2 separate regions of the Salmo salar genome follow, and region 1 is linked to region 2. Evidence: chromatin contacts called from public Hi-C data. All regions are on one chromosome and are shown on one strand. Each heading gives the region's core, a stretch centred on a gene start, on an enhancer-like site or on the middle of the called end of the contact. The rest is flanking DNA. Distances are from core to core; before and after follow the strand shown.

Region 1 (3,811 bases), core at 754-3,253, 200 kb before region 2:
AGATGTGCTACCTTGTCCCAGACCTGCTGTTTTAAACTCTCTAGAGACAGCAGGAGCAGTAGAGATACTCTGAATGATCGGCTATGAAAAGCCAACTGACATTTACTCCTGAGGTGCTGACCTGTTGCACCCTGTACAACCACTGTGATTATTATTATTTGACCCTGCTGGTCATTTATGAACATTTGAACATCTTGGCCATGTTCTGTTATAATCTCCACCCGGCACAGCCAGAAGAGGACTGGCCACCCCTCGTAGCCTGGTTCCTCTCTAGGTTTCTTCCTAGGTTCCTGCCTTTCTAGGGAGTTTTTCCTAGCCACCGTGCTTCTACACCTGCATTGCTTGCTGTTTGGGGTTTTAGGCTGGGTTTCTGTACAGCACTTTGTGACATCAGCTGATGTAAGAAGGGCTTTATAAATACATTTGATTGATTAACCCTAAATGCAATATAAGTCGCTCTGGATAAGAGAGTATGCTAAATGAATAAAAAAAATTGTATTAGTGTACATAGAAATCTGAACGACCATTTTACCTATATTCATGAAGGAGTTTAAATACAAATATTACATAAGAAATTATATTAAATGTATGTCCCCATTTCTATTAATATTGCTGTCCACTCAGGTCTGTAAGAATGATACCGTGATGTATTTTTACTGTATTGTCAGTAAAAAAGAAAACTGGAATAAAATACATCTAATGTAATTTAAACTCATACCAGCAGTTGTGTGCATTGAAGACTCCATTATGACACAGTTTAAGCACATTTGCAAACACTTAATCTGTTCAATGACACATTTATTACATTTACTGTTCAAAACAGATGCCCAATTTAGCAGTCTGTCAATCATCAGAGCAGCCAAGGGGAGAGCTGACAGTCCTGCTTTAGAGTTCCTTGAAGTTCCCTCATTTCAGAACATGGAAGCAGAAGAGCAGCCCAGCATTCTTCCACACACTTCCAAGTGTCTATGGTTTGAATTGTGGTAGGCCTATTCACAGACTCACTCATCACTTCAGGAGGTAATAAGTCCAACATACCTATTTGAAGAGCATATATTTTCTCCACAGAACCACCTCAAGTGAAGTTAGCATAATAAAATACAACCCCCATTTGGACCCCTTTAAGTTAGTTTTGCTACTATTCACAATTAATCATTTCAGTGCTGCGAGTGCAGAGATTTTCAACTTTGGTCCATCAGTAGCCTTTCCTTCCCCTGAATCTGGACCGGTTATCTAACTGTTGAAATAGAGGGAAAGATCAGAAACAAGTCAGTTCCATAAGTAAGGATTTGCCAAGTGTTGAATAAATGTCATTGATGTCAGAGATGACTGGTGATCTCACCATGGATCTCTTGCACTCGAAGAAAGAGGTCTGCAGTGCTTTACAGTGGCCCTCCTTCAGACACTGACTGGGCATCTTCCCCTCCTGCAGGAATGGACAACATGGAGTTAGTCAAACACGTTTGTACCAAGACTGGTGTTTTGATATGTTATTGATCATTCTCACCGTTTACGTTGACCACACAACACATGCATTAATATCCAGGTGTAGAAAGCGCTGCACTTTTCTTTTTTAATGGAAGTGTGGCTCAACCAACCAACAAGCCATCATTTACAATTTAAGGTAGTCCTACGCTTTGAAATAAGGGATGTTATACAAGTAAAACTGTAAAGCATAATATTAGCTAGCAAACCATAACCTCAGATGAAAGGGGATATCCTTTTCCATAACGTTACCTTTACAACGCAGTCGTTTTGAAGGAGACATGCCTTGAAGTCCTCCCTGATTCCTGAGCATGCCCTGCCATCCTCCTCTTTGTCCTCGTAGAATTTAGGCATTGTGCTGCACTTACATTTACGACAATTACGCAAGAAATTTAGATTTAAAGAATATATTTAACTACAGTATGTTACATGAACGTTGTAATGCAAGCCACCATATTTGATTCGCAAAGTATCCTGGGAATACAAAAGTTGAACTATATGCATGCTGGGAGTGTTTGTAGTTTTTGTACGTTTCAGCGAAATTAGGAGATTTTTAACATGTACTTTTTCAAGTATACCGCTAGGTGCCACTCAAAGCTTATCTCTCAGCACAACATCAAAAGAAGCACGACGGCAAGGATGTTTCCATAGATCCTACAGCAACTCCAACATGTTGATGCCATCTCTTGATTTATTTTGAACCCAGCTGGTTGGCTCTATAGGAATGTGTGGCTGATGGAAATGAGGCGTTCTCCCATCAGACAGTGAATTATGTGAAATAATGAAACCAAGGCAGAAAACAGATGGGTGTGAATTGTATCAACAATTATGATTTATTTCAACGATGTCCATGTAAATCCATGTCAAAATCATCAGAGGCAGATATACTAACGTAGTGATGAAGGCACATGACCTGATGGGGAGAACAGAGAAGGTGGAAGCAGGCAGGGGTGGGGTGAGCCTGACTGTCTTAATAGTCTTGCTGTCTCTTATCTTTCATCTACCTCTAGGGTCTAGGCAAGCGACTCAATAATAGGCTAACCTCCATATTGCTTTTCTATACAATCTTAGATAAGCGTGGATGAAGGGCACAAAAAAAGGATGGAAGTAACCCCCATTAAACTAGTGAGAAACACAGTTTGTGTTCCCCTCTGCTCAAGCCGTCCTCCACCTTAAGAGGTTAATTCAGGAGGTTGCAAATCCTTCGCTAGAGCGTTGCAGATAGAAATGTAATGTATAGATCTGGCACGATTCCCATTTCTACACAGAGAATCATATCGGATCTACAGAATAGATTTCTATCTGAAGGTTCTAATCCGTTGCACTCTTTAAATAAAGGCCCAGGTGTGAGCGAGAGGGTCTGGTTTGACCAGGGGGCTCAGGGGAGGGGCCAGCTCCATTCAAAAAGTTGACCAATCAATCAATCACACAATAAATAAAGGACATTTACAGACAAGCAAACTTGGTACAAAGTGGCCTGCTTTCGAAAGTGTTGCCCAAATCCACCCCTAGTCTTTATCCTACCTAGGAGTTTTTATTTAAAGGATTGGGTAGGCACCAGCTTGCCCTCTGATAGTGTAGCTGGGATTTGTTCCTTATACTGTAGTTGTCCAACCCTACTAGATCAACATTAAGTGCTGTGATGTAGGGGCCGATTTAGAATTGGACATGCATGCACACACATCTTTGACATTTAAAATAGCACTCCCAATCAAACCGATCACAATCTTCTCTCACGTGGATGGACTTTTGATCAAAAACTAAATCTTCATAAAATCTCTTATTGTATAAACATTTCTCATGAAAAAAAAAAACATTTTGACCTATCCTGAACCTATGCATCAAAGAGCAATGCAAATTGCTTTTCTGTATAGCTACAATCAGAGTAGACAAGATGCTCCCCCAGGGGAGCGTGGCTGTCAGCATTACAGGAGGTTAATGTCACCTGAATTGGGGAGGACGGGCTCGTGGTAACGGCTGAAACGGAATTAGTGGAATGGCATCAAACATGGTTTCTAGCTGTTTGATACCATTCCATTTGCTCTGTTCCAGACATTATTGTGAGCCGTCCTCCCCTCAGCAGCCTCCACTGGTATGCATGCATCCGTCTGCAACTAGATGGCACATAGAATAAATGCAACATCCTGTCTAACCACTGCCAGCAGTCTCCAATTGAATGATTGGACAGAATCAGACATCACATGGGGTAGAACTCACTGATGATGTCAGAAGTGTAAAATGACATAACCAACGGGAGATGGTAAATGAAAGCCCAGCAAAAAAAAGAAAGAAAAAGAATGGAACATTCAAAACTGTAAGTTGAAAA
Region 2 (3,943 bases), core at 441-2,940:
CACCAGCCACCCTAGTCATAGACTGTTCTCTCTACTACCGCATGGCAAGCGGTACCGGAGTGTATATAGCCTCACTACTGTTATAGCTGTGATACTGTTATTTTGCACTCTCTTTTTACTGTTGTTTCTATTTCTTTACTTACCTATTGTTCACCTAATAGCTTTTTATTTAATTTTTTTTGAAATTGCACTGTTGGTTAGAGCCTGTAAGTAAGCATTTCACTGTAAGGTCTACACCTGTTGTATTCGGCGTACGTGACAAATAAACTTTGATTTGACTATCCCGCAGGTGAATAAGCCGGATGTGGAGGTCCTGGGCTGGCATGGTTACACGTAGTCTGCGGTTGTGAGGCCGGTTGGACATACCGCAAAATTAGCTAAAACGACATGGTTGATTTAACCTTTATTTAAGTAGGCAAGTCAGTTAAGAACAAATTCTTATTGACAATGACGGCCTACACCGGCCAAACCCGGACGACGCTGGACCAACTGCGCGCCGCCCTATGGGACTCCCGATCACGGCCGGTTGTGATACAGCCTGGATTCAAACCAGGTTGTCTGTAATGACGCCTCAAGCACTGAGATGCAGTGCCTTAGACCGCTGCGCCACTCGGGAGCCCTAAAAATGAACTAAACATTACATTATGGCAACAGCTCTGGTGGACATTCTGTCACCTGTCAGGTGGATGGATTATCTTGGCAAAGGAGAAATGCTCACCTACAGGGATGTAAACACATTTGTGCAAAAATAAATTAAGACAAATAAGCTTTTTGTGCATATGGAACATTTCTGGGATCTTTTATATCAGCTCATGAAACCAACACTTTAAATGTTGCATTTATATTTGTGTTCAGTATAATATGAGCACTCTATGGAAAGATGTGACTCCTCTGAGGGTAACCCAGTGCCGGTTTAAAACAAGTCGTTTTGTGGGGGTTAAATATGTATCTCCCAAAAATGATATTTCCTGAGTTTTCTTATCTCCTAGATATAGGACAGACCCTTCAAAACCTTCCTCATGATTTATTTTTTTACTGTCTCTTTTGCCTTTTTTTATTAATGTGTTATTCAATGAGTTTCTATGGGCTATAGTAGTACAGGCCAAATTCAATGTTATCAAATCATTTTTTTAATAAAAAAAATTTATACCTACATGGGTCCTAAAATTCTAAATCAAATAGCATAAAATGATCCATGTATGACCATCTTAAAACAGTTCCATGTGTTAGGGGGGGTTCTACCAAACTAACTCCAGACTCTCCTTTTTTGTCAGCTCTGTTAGATATGATGTACTGTAGCTATCTAACACTACTCTCCTCACTGACTCCAGCCTACTGTACTGAAAATGATTAAAGCAACTAGGTTACTGGGGTCACGCTTGCAGGCCTTGCTGGAGTTGGTTACAGATATAACCAGTCCCTTCTCTAACTAACCCTCCTCCTTGCTTCCTCCCTTCTCGATCTGAACACAAACAATTATTAGTGACCTGCATGGCGAGAACTGGCTGTGGCTGGACCACACTGTACATGTGTGAAACAGGACAACTATAAGTACCCCGTATTTGACCTTTTGATAAACAACAAAATGTAGCTAGCTAACAGAATGAATCATGTGTCGCAGCACCACACTCTGCACAAATCATGTGTGCAGTGGGAACACGTTGCTTACGTCCAAATCCTGTTACGTAATTAACCAACAAGAGGTGCACGAGTGTGCTACAAAGTGTCCACACGCACTCTGCACAGTTCCCATTGTAAACGCGGTAGTCACTTAGTACTCACCTTTTCTCTCTTTTATTGACTTGTCCTGAAAGCAAGCAGCTAAATGTCGCTCTCGCAGGCTTCTAAAACGTCTAGGAGGCAGTGGAGTTATTCCTTATTTATAGTTTAGTGTAACTGTCGTGGTCTTCCAAGTTTGACATCCTCTCGTGGTTCTTGCATTATTTTCGATCACCCTTTTCCGTGTACTCTCCATTTTCAGCAGCCTGGCTGCCTTTTTTCCTCTCTCGCTCTACCTCTCAACTGCCCGGTTTCTCCCGTCCTCCCTGTCAGGTCGGTGAAAGCTGGCTGGGGTTATCGTGCCACCCAGTGGCGAGTCAACAACACTACATTTGACGCAGCGCTGTGAAGGGACAAGTTCCATTTCATTGCCCATTTCCCTTAGCCCTTAAATCCTCGGTCTCCACAGCAGAGAAAAGTGGCGATTACTCAATTTAGACACCGGAGAAGGGGTCTAAAAATGTAAATAGGATTTGGCCAAAGGGATTAGGGACGAGCGGATGTGGTGGGCTACTATCGACCACCCACATATCCTCTCACGCACGCACGTCCTCCTTGAATGGGCTGTGTTTTTACTGTTACTGCATCCAGCCTATTGGTCCCCTAATACATGCACGCACACAGAGAGGGAGAGAGAATTGAATTGAGAGAGCACAAAGCAGAAAATGGTCTGGACTGGTGTGTAAACTGGTAAGACAGTCTGCATTATCTATAGTAGGCCTATATTAGGACTCTGGTGAAGAAAAGACTGGGGTAGACTAGGCCAGTGCGACAAAAAAAAGAGCACTTTTTTTTTGTTCTCTTTTGTCTCGTGCTTTGATGCAGACTGGCCGCTGTGCCACCAGCCAGAGTCCTCAGAAAACCTGGCACGCGCACAGATGTAGGCTACAGCCTGCTGCTATGGTTCCAGACAGCGGATGTTGAGGCTTGCCATGGCAGTCTTCCTATTGGTGGAAAGGGCAGCAGTAATAAGTGATGAAGAATTAGCTTGGGGGGGGTCAGAAAGAAAGAGGCTAGGGAGTCAGTCAGTCAAAGACAGGGAGAGGTGGAGGAGAGGGGGGCAGAATGAGAGCTCTCTCCATGTTGGCTAGGGAGTTAAGAGCAACAGTCTGAGCAGAAATACAGCTAGGCCTATATAACTGGAATACACACACACACACACACATCTACATATGGAAAGTTGAGTGAGACAAATAGAATTTTGGAAATATCTGAGAGATCACTAAGTAGCAATCTATCTGGTTCATCATCAGATAGATAAAACATCAGGAACACCTTCCTAATATCCAGTTTGCCCTCAGAACAGCCTCAATTCGTCAGGGCATGGAGTCTACAAAGTGTTGAAAGCGTTCCACAGGGATGCTGGCCCATGTTGACTCCAATGCTTCCCACAGTTGTGTGAAGTTGGCTGGATGTCATTTGGGTGGTGGACCATGCTTGATACACATGGGAAACTGTTGAGTGTGGAAAAACCCAGCAGTGTTGCAGTTCTTGACACAAACCGGTGTGCCTGGCACCTACTACTATATCCTGTTTAAAAGCACTTACATTTTTTGTCTTGTCCATTCACCCTCTGACTGGCACACATACACAATCCATGTCTCAATTGTCTCAAGGCTTAAAAATCCTTCTTTAACCTGTCTCCTCCCCTTCATCTACACTGATTGAAGTGGATTTAACAAGTTACATCAATAAGGGATCATAGCTTTCACCCGGTCTATGCCTATACCGGTCGTCCATATATTTATATATTCTTATTCCATCCCTTTACTTAGATTTGTGTGTATTAGGTAGTTTTGGAATTGTTAGATCACTTGTTAGATATTGCTGCACTGTCGGAACTAGAAGCACAAGCATTTTGCTACACTCGCATTAACATCTGCTAACCATGTGCATGTGACCAATAAAATGTGATTTGGTTTGGTCAGTCTGTCATGGAAAGAGCAGATGTTCCTAATGTTTTGTACACTCACTGTACAGATTCTGCTTCAATAAACAAGGAGATAGACTCCTACATACAATTTGCAATATCAAAAAGACATTTATGAAACACATTTTGGTATGTAACTTTTGATAAACACATTAGACGATATTATAAATAATAATTTTGCAAAGACAGGAACATGAATACTGGCCAAAAAAACTACATCTAAATGCTCTAGTT

The links. A called contact is a pair of places that touch in the nucleus more often than the background predicts.
Region 1: a Hi-C map of muscle shows a contact between it and region 2, with 5 times the contacts expected there. The contact joins the promoter of coa5 here to the enhancer-like site in region 2. A contact is called at or near these places in 2 of 3 Hi-C or Micro-C datasets (gill and muscle).

Annotation. Positions count from the first base shown.
Region 1 is chrssa25:39,490,510-39,494,320 of Ssal_v3.1, reverse strand. coa5 (cytochrome C oxidase assembly factor 5) reads right to left here and starts at 2,003. Exons shown (of 3, transcript XM_014174318.2): 1 at 1,738-2,003; 2 at 1,343-1,426; 3 at 782-1,237. The coding sequence starts at 1,839. The coding sequence ends at 1,196. LOC106586781 (alpha-1,3-mannosyl-glycoprotein 4-beta-N-acetylglucosaminyltransferase A) reads right to left here. Exons shown (of 17, transcript XM_014174400.2): 17 at 2,290-3,811.
Region 2 is chrssa25:39,286,033-39,289,975 of Ssal_v3.1, reverse strand. It overlaps LOC106586736 (AF4/FMR2 family member 3), which reads right to left. Exons shown (of 19, transcript XM_045707620.1): 19 at 3,798-3,943. Among protein-coding and RNA genes, the nearest start is that of LOC106586736, 34 kb to the right of the region's middle. Within about 2 kb of position 1,690, at least 2 of the 13 cell types and tissues checked have an H3K27ac peak or open chromatin away from gene starts, as enhancers often do. A contact at or near this core is called in muscle, where this site is marked.